Regions from separate parts of the Oryzias latipes genome. Here region 1 is linked to region 2. A link is a contact called in public Hi-C data. All regions are on one chromosome and are shown on one strand. Each heading gives the region's core, a stretch centred on a gene start, on an enhancer-like site or on the middle of the called end of the contact. The rest is flanking DNA. Distances are from core to core; before and after follow the strand shown.

The links. A called contact is a pair of places that touch in the nucleus more often than the background predicts.
Region 1: a contact with region 2 is called in a Hi-C map of embryo, with 1.9 times the contacts expected there. The contact joins two enhancer-like sites. A contact is called at or near these places in 4 of 5 Hi-C or Micro-C datasets (embryo, fibroblasts and gastrula embryo).

The regions. Positions count from the first base shown.
Region 1 is chr16:24,010,509-24,017,334 of ASM223467v1, reverse strand. No RefSeq gene overlaps it. Among protein-coding and RNA genes, the nearest start is that of rragc, 20 kb to the left of the region's middle. Within about 2 kb of position 4,419, at least 3 of the 8 cell types and tissues checked have an H3K27ac peak or open chromatin away from gene starts, as enhancers often do. A contact at or near this core is called in embryo, where this site is marked.
Region 2 is chr16:23,769,795-23,776,319 of ASM223467v1, reverse strand. No RefSeq gene overlaps it. Among protein-coding and RNA genes, the nearest start is that of pou3f1, 13 kb to the left of the region's middle. Within about 2 kb of position 4,044, at least 1 of the 8 cell types and tissues checked has an H3K27ac peak or open chromatin away from gene starts, as enhancers often do. A contact at or near this core is called in embryo, where this site is marked.

The DNA of each region.
Region 1 (6,826 bases), core at 3,170-5,669, 240 kb before region 2:
TAAGCCAGGAAGGAGAGTGTGCTACAGTGGCTGAGTAATGAGAGCAAGGAGCCCCTAGTCATTCCCACACACTCACTGGTCTGTGGGAGTGTGTGCAGCAGTGTGAGACTCCAGCAGAGTATGAACAGTGTCGGGCTCTCCTGATGGTGATGCCGTGTGAAGTGCAGACCTGTTCGACACCATCTCCAGCTGCTGCTGGTCTGTATTCAAATGGCTCCACAAGACAAAATCACGCTGTCTCTTGGTTCTTATTAGACTCAAGCTCTCACTTTTTTTTGGCTCCATCTTTTTTTTCTTTTCTTCCTCAAACAACTGACTCATCGTTCCCCGCAGCATCCCACATCGGGCTTGTTTCCCCCCTTTTTTTGCCTCATTCCACTGCTTTTCATGTGTTGGGCATCACTTTGTAGCACTCTGCAAGAAAAAGAAAAGGAAAGGACACCAGATAGATGCTGAAGTATTCATTATATGTTTTCTGGATGCCGTTAAGGTGGCAGATAGATGAATAGGTTAAAAATTCTTGATTATATTGTATTTATTGCATTGGCAGCAGGATTAGCATCTTCTCCATAACTGAAAATATGGATATAGCGAATGATCAGGGAGGGCTTTTGGAGCGCTGATCTCTAATAAAGTTTGGAAAGTTGTGCGGTTTTGCTGGATCATATTATGACAGATGTTCTTAGAGCTTAACAGCAAGAACATTGTACCAGGATGTAATGTCAGAAGTGGAAATTGACTCAAGCGAGTAACAAACTGCAATGAAAAATTCTCTTCACATTATTTCATTAGAAGTTTATTTTTAACTTCATATTTGCAATAAAACATAAATATTTGTGTAGTAGAATTAATATCTTTGTGAATAAAATGCCACATTAGTTAGTCCCAAGCAAGACCTTAGACTGAATAGAAGTAAAAAAAAGAAGCTGCCTCACAGCTGTTTCCTATAACAGTTAATTACTCTGAAAGTTGTTTCCCCAGTGTGAACTTTGAACAAACTACACCAGAAGGTTTTTCTAAAAAAAAAAAAAATTGTAAAATTGTTATTTTTGCAGCCAAAAAAATGTGGTTCGCTTACTCTACTAACTTCACGATGAAAAACTGGGGAAAAGCTCAAATCTGTGACAGAGGTAAGGCCTTTCAACAAGATTCCACTTTTTTTTTTTAACTTAGCAGCCATTAGCTTAGCTAAATAACGGGAATAAATAAACATGCAATGACAATTTTTTTCTAATTATTGTTGAATATGTAGAACTGTGATAAAAAACGACTGTAAATGTTTGTCAATGATTTGTTTTTTATCATGCAATACCTTTCATGACCACTTTTTTCAGTATCTTTATGTTGATAATTGATTTTTTATTTATTTTTTTTGGCGATGACAACTTTTTAAAAAGAGTATAAAAATGCTGTGCAAGTATGTGACCTATAGGTGTTAATTAAAAAAATGCAGATATTTTTTATGTGTGCTCTATATCTTTGTATTTTTTAATTTAAACTTTTATTTCTTTTTTTTTCATAATTCTGGCTTTTTTTTATGTTTTTCTTGAAAACCCAAACTAACCTGCAATGTTTCTCATCTGGTTTTTGTTTTTGTTTGACTAAGTATAAAAATGTAATGGACAGAAGTGCTATCAAATTACTTGTTTAAAAACAAATACAAAAAAATTAATATAAAAAATCCTATTTTCTGGAGCCTAGAATTTGCTATGAAAAGTGAAGACAGATGAGATTGGCTCCTTGAGCTGGAGATGAAGAAAGAAGCTAAAAAATGGACCACAGAAGCAAAACGGGCCTCCTGTGAACAAGGAGTCATGTGAGTAACAGAGGCTGCATTTGATTTATGAAAATCTAACTGAAACAAGAACATTTAAAGAAATACACTTCAGATTTTGATTTGAAAACAAAAAATATCCCCCTAATTAAACAAAATATTTTGTTTATGGGCAGTTCTACATTTCTTAATCTTAAAATGTCTTAGTAAAAATAAAGTGGAAGAAGGAATATGACATAAAGATGAGATTTACTGTCGCTGAATTCAGGTTGTGAAGCTGTTTTATTTCGAAAAACAGATTTCCTAAGATGTTTTTAGAACATGTTCAAAAGCTTTTCTCTTTGCTATATCATTTTCTTTGTAGTTTTCCCTAAAAGATGCAGCTGTTTGTCACTTTTTGTTAATATACAACGCTGTAACTTCTGCAAGTGAAGTTTTTACGAATCTCGAGAAACTAGAAATCCTCCAACAGAATAAAACGAACCATAAATGGACAAAAATATGTGCAAAGTTTAACAAAGTTAAAAAGAAGAAGAAAAATATTTAAAAAAATCATCCCAGGGCAGAAATTATAAATAATGAGACTTATTTAAAGTTATTGCACAATGCATCACAGCTGCCAAAAAGACTTCTGCGAGAGATAAATGTGTACAGCAGAGTGGTGTTAGTGGCTTAGGGGAGGTAACTTCTGCTTTCTTTTTCTAGCTTTGTTGTCATGATGCTGATTTTTACTGGGCTGCATTATCATTGCAAAAACTGCAGGAAAACTTTTCAGAAAAGCTGTTTACATGTGGGTCCGCACTGTTTGCTTTTCTGTCCTTTCTCGAATCGAAAATGGCAAAAAGAAATGAAATGTCAGCAGTCGTTTTTTGTCTAAATCAGACAAATAGGAGCACTGCTGTTAGAGTTTCTAACACTAACAGCTGAACTGAACTGAGTTCATGAACTTGGACAGATACAATATCCCTAAACTCATGATATCATTTTTTAAATGGATAATTTTGAAACAGCCTTTCTTGGAACTGACAGTGACTAAAACTTTCATGCATGCCTCAATGGGCTCCACCTGCAGTGCATTACCTTAATAAAATGCACAATTGTAAACCGTCAGATCTTTTCCTGCTTTAATGATGCGTCTTTGATATTTATCAGTTCATTAATTTGAGCACTCACGGTGTCAGTGTGCTCCTTCGTTCTTCGGCTGCTGCAGCCTTATTGCCTGAAGCTTGCTTAAACTAATTTTCTAGTCCTTAAAAAGCTGTGGGGTGAGCAGAAGGAAAGATTTTTCTACAAAATGGTATAAGTTCGGCACATCTATCAAGGAGCTGAAGGGTAATGCCAACAAAATATAATACTGCAAAAAGAGGTAGTTTAAAAATAGCACCAAGAAGAAAATCACTAAAATGATCTGTCCATGCAGAAAGTTCTTTTTAATTGACAAGAATTGACATAAGAAATCTTATGATAAAATATCACGAGGAGTTCCACTCAAGCATTCAAAAGGGGAATAATAAGCTAAAAATTAAAATCAAGCACTATCATAAGTTTTTTTTGTGCTAGTTCTAAGCAAATGGTTTGCTTTTTATGTACCTAATTGTAGTTTATTTTGATTACATTGAAAACAAAATAGAGTAATAATTAGAAATAATTTTTAAAACATAGTCATATTAAAACAAAATGTTAACAAAAATGAGAAAATGAGATTAGTACAAGTTGGTCCATCTTAATAATTCCTCTTAAAATCAAAAACTAGCACTTATTCTTAGAACATAATTTTAAATTTATGTTCCTTAAAATAAAGACAATGAATGTCAGTCTAACTTGTCAACAATTATTGAACTTAAAAAAAAAATCCTAAAAAAATGACTGTCAAACATAATAAGTCCAAATCCTTTTGGACTCATAATGAAAATAATGTCCTTATTTCTAAATCCAAGCTCTTAAGGAGACATAAAATTCTCAACTGTCATGATTTTGAGAAAAGCCAGGAAAGGTGTAGATCCAAGACAAATTACAACAACTTAATACCTGGTAAAATATCTTGTCTAAATATCTAAATCATATTGAATAGTTTGAAGTGAACAAGAATACACGGCTAAGATGAGTATTGCACATGAAGCAAACGCCAACATCACTGCAGTTCTAACTTTTTCAACGATAAGACCTTTTTTTAAGTTAATGTGCCTGCATTGTGATGCAATGGGTTGTGGTGTGGCACTAAAACAAAGTGCATGATAATAATACAAGTTCTGCAGATACTGTTATTTTTGGTGTTAGCTACCAATTGTAAAGTCAATTAGAACAGCAGTCAACCAGCCAGTATATGGGTGAATGAGACTGTGAAGGTAGTACCTTCTTTAGAAGGTAGTAAAGTGCCACAAAAGTATACACCATTTACAATCTAAACTTCCCACATAACAGAGTAAGCATTTTTCAGTCGGTGGTCCTGCCCTGCTTCATGTCTTATGTTTTCTGGTTCACCGTCTGTCTTTGTTTCTGCTTGGATTCCGTTTTTGAGAACAAATAGGAGTGCCTAAATGTAAATTGTATACACAAAAATCTGAACTCGCAGCCACACGGAGCAGGCATCAGGCCTGCGGCCCATAGGTGCTTTGTGGGTTGGATTCACCCCAGTGCTTTCTCTGACTGCACCATTGTTATTTAAATGTGGGAGGGCGATCAGCAGTAAGCATTAATGGCATCCTCAGCATTGCAGATGCAGCACAGGACACACATACACACCTATGTGCAAGAGCCTGCACACACAGACATGTGAGCGTGGACGCATACTCTCACTCAAGCCGTGTGGATGCACCTCGAGGGCCATATGAATAACAAATACCTCTGCCATCTGTAATACCTCTGAGAATTTCTAACCATTTCGGCAGATTAGTCAGCATTCCTTTCACTCGGGCTCTCCGCACACTACCTGGTGCATCAGTATCACCCTCCCCTCGCTGCATTATCGTAAGAGCATGGTTTGAACTGAAGTTTGTTTCCCAAAAATCCAACTTTAAGCAGCCGCTGATCTGTTTCTTTCTCTCCGAAGTCAGATGTTGTGTCAAGTGCTTGAGTCATTTACTGCAGCTATGTTTTGTTCTGTCAAGGCCAATCTGAGCTTCGCTGGAACACCTTTGGTGATGGTATCGTTTTAAACTGGTGAAGACCTCCCCCACCTCCCCGAAACTGCGAGAACAAATGAGATTGGACAGGCACCTCTGGCCATTAACACTTGATCTTACCTGATTTCCTTCTCCTGAGAAAACCTTGCCTGAAATGGTGAGACACTTTAGCCTCCCATTTCACACAGTACCGCAGATAAAGATGTTATTTTAGTGCCGTGGTGTAGAGTTAGAACCATCTGAAGCAAAAAAAAATCAATTAAAAAGAGAAAATTTAACCCAGATCTGAACTGTTTTTTACATTTAAAAACAAAATGATATTCCAAATATGATCCAGACACAATTATTTAGTAAGTTTGGTTGCACTTACTGTTAGAAACTGTTATAAAGCAGTAAAACTGTTTATTGTCATTTTTTGTGATTTTATTTTATTTATTTATTTTTTTTTTTTTTAGCAGAAAAAATTACAAATAGTACTTCTCGGAATAGTTTTTTGGACAGTTTCATGGATGTTGTGGAACTATTGTTTAATATAATCAAAAAAATCTGGAAAAAAAAAAGAAGCTAAAAAGATGGATATCAATGATTGCAACAAAAAATGGTTTTAAAGATAAATTAATAGAACAAAATGTAAATTTGGAAAAAACCATAAAGGCCTTAGACTAATCAGGGTTGGGAGAATGTAATGCTGTCTTCCCACATGAGTCTGGAAAAGCATTTTTTTTTTTTTTTTAGAGTATTGACAGCTCTTGTCTGTTGTTTTGAGTTTAAAAATGTAACTTCAATATAAAGAAAACTAAGTAATAATAAAAGATGGCACAAACCCTCATGACACTCTTACACTAGGCAAAGTTTGTTTTGTGGCAGCTCCTTGGCTATGATCAAATCACCATTATTTGAATAGATTTAATTTCTCCTTCTGTTCTCCAAAGAGTCAATTAAATAGTAAATTTTAAAAACAAATCCTGGTACACTTCAAAAATATCGTTTCTCAAGAGGATTTCGGAGCTTGGTTAGGCATTTCATGGGCTGTGTCTTTCAATTCAGTGAAATTAAGGGAACACTATTAATTAGCTGCTAGGAAGAGTGTTTGGTTGAAAGAAACTCCCCCAGTATGAAGAAGAAATTAAGTTAGGTTGAAAAAGCAAAGCAGAAGTGAATTTAAAAGAAGTGCAGTGTGCTTTATATACTGCAGTTTGTTAAATGCAAGAATTACTGTTACAGAAAGTGTGTTTGCTGCCTTGTGTGTACGTGTGTGTGTTTGTGTGTGTGAGCAAAAGTGAATCTGGGTAACCTGGTGGGTGCACTGGAATGTGTGTATGTGTGTGTGTTGCAGTGTTGTCAAAAGTGATCCTATTTTCATTACTCACTGGCTCAAAGAAGAAGTAGAGACTCTGGCTTGCAGCAGTGATAAATGCATTACGCCAATAAACCCTGTCTACACTGAGGTGCTGAATGCTGACAAGAACACACAAACACACACACAAACACACACACAAAGAGGAATGGAGAGAATTGAAGTGGTGACAGAGAGAAATGGTGGAAGTTAAAAGACAATCAGATGGAGAGTAGCAAGAGACGACGAGGGGAAAAAAAGGAGTAAGAAGACCAGAGAACAACAGATCAGAATTAAGGAGAAAGTGACAGATATTGAATCGAAGAGCATTAGGAAAGAGGGAAGATGAAAGGATGAAGCATTGAAAATAAAAAGAGGTGTTGAAAAAGATGCTTTGTAAGAGGGCTGCTAATGGCTGTTTGTGGATTTCCAGTTTTATCTTTTCATTTGCAAATAGCTTGAACTCCGTTAAAGTGCACCTCTTCCTTTGGTCAGACCACAGGAACAAAAATATCAAGACGTGCTTTTAAGAAATGGTCTTTGTTAAATTTTCACTCACTTAAGAACAGATAAATAATTAACCTTCACTTTAAT
Region 2 (6,525 bases), core at 2,795-5,294:
GTCCCTTATTAAGGTTCACATGCTGAAAACAGAGAAAATAAATGTGTCCGTGTTAAGGGGAGCATGAATGCTCAGAACTGCAGGTAAAGTGGCATGTAAGTAGAAAGAATTAGATGGAATGTATGCATTTTTACTTTCTCTCTTTCTTTTTCTTTAAAAAGTTCTTCATTTCTCCACACTGGACATTTGAATGCATATCACACACCACTTTCTATAAACTGTAAGAAAATATCCTCTTTTTCACATAGAAGATGGAGGTTTGATACATCTCTACATAAAGATCAAGAATGACTTAAATTCTTTCAGAGAAAGTGAATAACCTTTATACAAGGTAACAATAGTTCATGCGTTCTTCAGAAAACAGCAAAAGCAGTCATGTAAGCTTAATTAATTTCTTGTTCAAAAAATCAAGAAGAAAAAGCAGCTTTATTGAATTAGCAGATAAAATTAAAAACTAGAAACTGCTAACACTGTTTAAAAGCACAGATCTGGGGAAAATAAAGTATATTTTCAAGGATGTATTCATCAAACAAGCACAATTTCAAACTTAAAGACTATAGTTTGACTAAAACAAACACGCAAAAATCAATTTAGCAGATTCTTGGTCAAAAACATCAACAGTCTCATCCCTTACAGACAAGAGGGGGAAAAGGACACATGGTACTAAGGACATCTAAAAACACATTTAACCTCGTCTGACGGTGAGGCTCTTGGATGGCCAGATCGGCCGGGTTGCTGCGCTGTCTGCCCCTGGTGTGGGGTGTGGGGTGCCGGGCCTCCTGCCTTTGCTGGAGCATTCAGTGTAAGAGGCATACATTCATTCAACCCACCCGCTTATTCACCTTTGCACAAATTCAGGAATGGGTATTGTTTTTTTCTCTTTTTCTACACCCCTCTTCATGAATATCGGTAATGCGAATATTGTGTGACCAGTCTATGTGCAGAAATCTTGGGAGAAAAATCATTAATGATTACTGCATGATTATACTTCTAACCTGTAAATAATTGTGAGCAGACTATTTATTTTTTGTTGCTGTGTGAACTAAGTTATGTAATCTAATTTATTTACGACCTTTATTTTAACTTTGTAATATCGACTACCCCCCACTCTAACCCCTTATCCCCCATCTCCGACATCCCACTCTGTTTCTTTCTCCCCTCTTTTGTTTCTTTTTTTCCGTCCGGTCCAACAAGTAATGCATAAAAATTTAATTTTAATAAATAAAGCTTGGCCTCATATACAAAAGGGGTTTATACAAATATATGATATACTTGCTCAGCTGTTGGACAGGGCAAGTTAAAAAAAGAAAAAGAATTAAAAAAAACACATTTAAACAATTTTACAAAGAACTCATTGACTTATTAATCAAACTATTATATCAATTCATTTTTCATTAATAGAAAGTTACTTGGGTAAAATTAGGAATATGTTTTAAGACTCGTCATTGTTTGGCATATGATGAAGCTCTTCTGCTTTTGCCAAAGCCTTTCCTGCTAAGTTTTGTTAAGAATTCAGGGAACTCCTACCTATTTTTTCAAAATAATATAATCAAATGAATTGATAAAAGCCAAACAATTGCAGCTACTGTTAACTAATGTGCCAAATTTTCTCTTTCTCAGAGCAAAGAGTGATCCGACATTTCCTTCTAGCCATACTACCCCATCTCTTTAATCAAGACAGACGTTAAAATTGCATGTAAAGCACTATCAAATTAGTTAGAAAAAGTTACTCTTCACATAATTTACCCTGATCAACCTGGATTTATTAAAGGCAGACACTTTGACACGCTTAGGCTGTGCTTCTATCAAAAATCAAGAAACCACCTTGCTCTCATTAGATGCAGAAAAAAGAATTTTACAAGGTGAAGTGGATATTTCTGCTTGCTGCCCTTTTCAAATTTGGGGAAGGTTTTATCAATTGGATTGAAATATTACATCGCTGGCTGGATCCATCAGTTAGAACAAATAAACAGTCTTCCAAAAGCTCTTGAAACAGGAACAAGACTGGGGGTTTCAGGACTGTAGCCTTACAAGTACAACACATGTTCACCTTTCCTAAACACACCTTCCTGCTTGTTTCCGTGCAAAAAAAAAAGGTATTGGTATTTGTGCTCTGGCTGAAATATGAAATATGTATGTGTTTGCATGCCAGTCTGAGCTAGAAGATTTTATATAAGGAGTGGGATTGAGGCAGAAGACTTTGGAAGGGTGACAAATGGGAACAGCAGAGTGGAAGCCTATTACAAAGCAAAAAATCAAAAATATGCATTTCTAAAAAAATGATTATTCTAATAGTTTTTATTTCAATAAATTTTTTTGCTTTTGTTATTTATGCAACACTTCAAAAAGCTTGCATTGATTATTTCTTAATTTTTTTTCAATAAAATTGACTAATATTGACTAATTTTGACTAAAAATGGGGGGTATTTGCTTTGCCGTTGTTGGGTGCATGTGCATGTGAGCTGGTTTGTACTGCACACACTTGACTATGTAGATTGACTTAAACATGTATGTTTGCATGTTTGGGAAAACAATGGTTTCATAGTGAATGTGTGGTTGTGTAATCTGAGAAAAAATACAGGGAAAACAATAAACGAGATGACTAAAGTCAAGTTGCTTTGAGTAACAGAGATCGTGTAATAACATGACCTGGATGCATGAGAACAGACATCACATGGCCATTGGCACCTTTAGCATGTCAAAATGAAAAGCTCCCACGAACCCTTCTCTTTTCAAATGTTCAAATTGTGTTTTCTTGTATTGTAAGAAAAAAGAATAAAGCGATTTTATACGTGAGGAGTGAAGGATCAGCATTAATTAAACATATGTATACTTTTACTTAGCATGGTTTTGCTTTGAAAAAAACCCTTAGCTAATTTTGGGCACGATCAACATTTGTCTAATGAACCAGCCATTCTGCAGACTGGGGAAGAGGGGGGCGGGGCAACTGCTAGTCATCCATTACATCCATCTGACTCCCCCTGCAGTGTTAAAAAGACCATAGTTATTACTCACCCCTGACTTTGCCATCAATGTTTGCCCTTAGAAGTGCACATGCTCAAAGACACTCAAGCAGCACACGCATTACATTCTTATCCTTCCCTCCATTGAACTCTCATTACCATCTATTAACCCTCACTATGAAATAAAAATCCCAACAGGTGACTGTGTGTCAAGAAGACCATACCTGCTGCCAGGTTACCTACCAACGTAGACCAATTACAACAGTCAGTTCTGTAAACAAGGAAGCCGTTTTTTCAGCCTTCCAAAATAGTTATGCAAAGCTTTGATCTAGACTGGTAGGAGCCATTATGCTGGTGTCAGTTGGATCTGTTACAATGGCTGGTATTGTCCCACTGCCCCCCCAACTTTATTACATATGTATGTGTTGATTGCTGCTAAACAACAATACTGGTGCATGGCAATAGGCAGAAACAATAACAGTGATGCTTGCTGCTCCTACTCAGCGTTGGATGTTTATCCAACAAGCCTCTGTGCTGACACCCAGCATGCAATGGTGTGAATATGCTGCAGAAGAGCCAAATTTGGACTGGGAAGTTTTTAATTTCACTGGGACTTACTTGAAGTCCTCCAATGGATTGCAATCCTGTTTTAACCATCTGCTTTACTTATGATAAAAAATTTTGGGCACATTTGCTCTTGTATCCAATCATTTTACTTGGACATGTTTGAGGGATTTTACAAACCACTCAGATGAGCAAATTTGTTACTACGATGAAAAGTTACTACCAAAATGACCTGCAGATGATTCTGAATGGTGAGCTCAATGGCAAAGCTTTGTGTAAAAACTCAGCACTGTCAGATGTGTGAAACTGATATAAGCACAATGGACACATATGAGAGAAATCTGCAGGCTCAAAGGTCTCCTGGCCCACCCACGTCACTGTGGAGCAACAGACTGCGTAGAATGCAATCCTTGGGTTTGTCACTCGCCCAACCCTCAAGGCATCACGATACACCCGAGCAGGCCAAGCTATGTGCCACCCCCGCAGGGACCCTGTTGTATCAGAGACCTCCCCACCCCTGGCTTCCATTCACACAAAACCACACATAGGCGTTCGCAGACAACAACTATCTCTGAAGCCCCCTCTGACTCTGTGTGGTGGCATTTAGCTCCAGAAGTTTAGTGCGTGTGTGCATACGTATGACAGCCTTTTGGGGAGGGAGGGTGTTTCAGTGGGGCCTGATGCAGCTGGGAAGAGGGGCCAAGGTGACAAGAGTTGTGGTGCAGATGTCCCAACAGCGAGCTGGGCTTCATGAATGGCGGCTGTTGTGATGGTGACGGGGAAACGCGTTGGAGGCCAGACCTACGCACTTCAGTCATCTGAATGGCTGGAATTCAACATGGTCGCAAAGAAAAGCTAATGCGTGCAGATTGGACACAAAGTGGCCTCTTTGTCACTTTATTCTTTCACGTTTAATCACTCTCTTGACGAAAACATTGCTATAAATTCTATTGTGTTACTGCATCACAAAGCAACAACTTCAATAGCAGTCACACATCTGACTGCTATTGAAGATTCAGGAAAAAGAGGCAAAAGAAAAAATATCAAGCAAAAGATTAAACTTTAATGACACATTAAATGTTAATGTTGACACAAAAAGAAAGCCATTAAAGCAAAGAAAAAATATATATTGAAACTCAAGCAATTGATCTGAACTGGAAATGTTATGATTGATCTATTGATTCTCTGGGTAGAGTTTGAGTCCCTCCCAACAGCTGACTTACAGCTTTCCTCATGAGACCTCAAAGCGTGGGCCTCTGGAGGACACAGACACTGCATGGGCCCATCTATTTACCATGTGACTATCAGAACCATGAGACAACTCAGTCCTATTAAACATCTGTTTATCTGATGCTTTAACAAACAACAAGACCAAAAGGCTGTTCACGATTGAAGCAGCCTATTTCCCACAGACTTCTATAGAAAGAATCTATTGGTTAAAGTCCCTCTCTGTTCATCTTTAGATCTATTTAGAAACCATTCCCAGTGGTCTTTTAATTGTGTTCATTAGAAATTCACCTCTGAGTTGTGGGCGGGACAGTTGGTGTAACATAACCCTGCATGCCAACACTTTTCATCCTCTCTTTCTTTACACTCTTCCCACAACCTTTCAGCCCCTCACAACACCAACCTAAGATTGCAGGTGCAAAGAAAAGGCAAGCAATGTTGGAGCTATCAAGACATACAGTTTTGAGCTAAATGCCAGCTGGGATGAGGAAAACAAAGAAGTTTAAGGATCTATATTGCTCAAAAAGTGGATGCATCGCAAATGAGTGGAGCAGGGAGTTTGTGGCCTGCCGACTGTAAATTTTATGTAACAACTACAAGATTTTTCAAACATTATTTTTTCATCTCCTCCTGATTCACAACAATGTGAACACAGAAATACTCAGAAATGCAATTTAAGCTTAATTTTTTTTATATATATATGTCCTCCATCATGAGAAAAATGCCACAAAAACATGTTAAAAATTCCAAAAAGACAATTTTCATTAGAATTGGACTTTAATAGGGAAGTAAATAGGTGTTTGTTGATTTGTATGGCAGACTGGCAGGTTACTTAAGATAATTTTTCAGACATACTAAAAACTTCAAGTCATTATTAGGGCTTTTGGCTGAAAAAGTCTAGACAGCAATCTGAAACAATGATCTAAAAATAAGATAAATCTAGCGATCCTGATTTCAGAAAGTTGGCAAGAGAGACGGACTCATTCAGAATACAAATCTGAGGTCAATGGAAAATTCTATATATTTCTGAACTAAAGAATCCCAATCACACTGCCAATGTGCAGGTATGTCAAGCTGTAGTAAGTAAAGTAAAAACAATTTGTGACATTTTTTTAATTAAGTTTATAAAAGGCCATGAATTCTCAATAGAAAAAGTAAGTTAAAAATGCAAAAGATTTTATTAATATGTCTCAGAATATGCATTTACAGATCAAACACATTTTAAAAATAATTTCCAATTGATCAATGATAAACAGACATTTTCTAGAGAAAATCCACAATTCTTTTTATTTTGCATGATTTGTAAACACCTTACTTCAAACTGTGGTACACAAAGCTCATTTATACAATTGTGAATTAGACTGGCAGGCAACAGTAAAGTCCTTCATCATGACTGACCAGCAGATAAATTGCGCACAAAGGAGAGATACACAATAAAAGTCTGACAAGAGGGACAGAGAAAAGGATTTTTGTTTGAAGCAGGAAAGGGTGATTGTTCAGCAGATGTCAGTGTGGGCATTCAGGAACAGATTAGCAACAGCAAAACATTATCTCTGGTCTAGTTTACAAGACTCAGTCTGATCAGTGCAGTTTGGCAGGCAAGGTACTTCATGTTCAGACTGGCTCTTGTCTCCAATCAGAACAAAGTGAGTGCTTGTTGGAGAATCCAGAGGAGTGAGTATCTGCCTCTGCCCACCTCGTCTCCTCTCCTCTGGCCCCCAGAGCCACTTGGAGACTGCTGGAGTTCAAGGCGGCCACGTGTTGGTCTTTA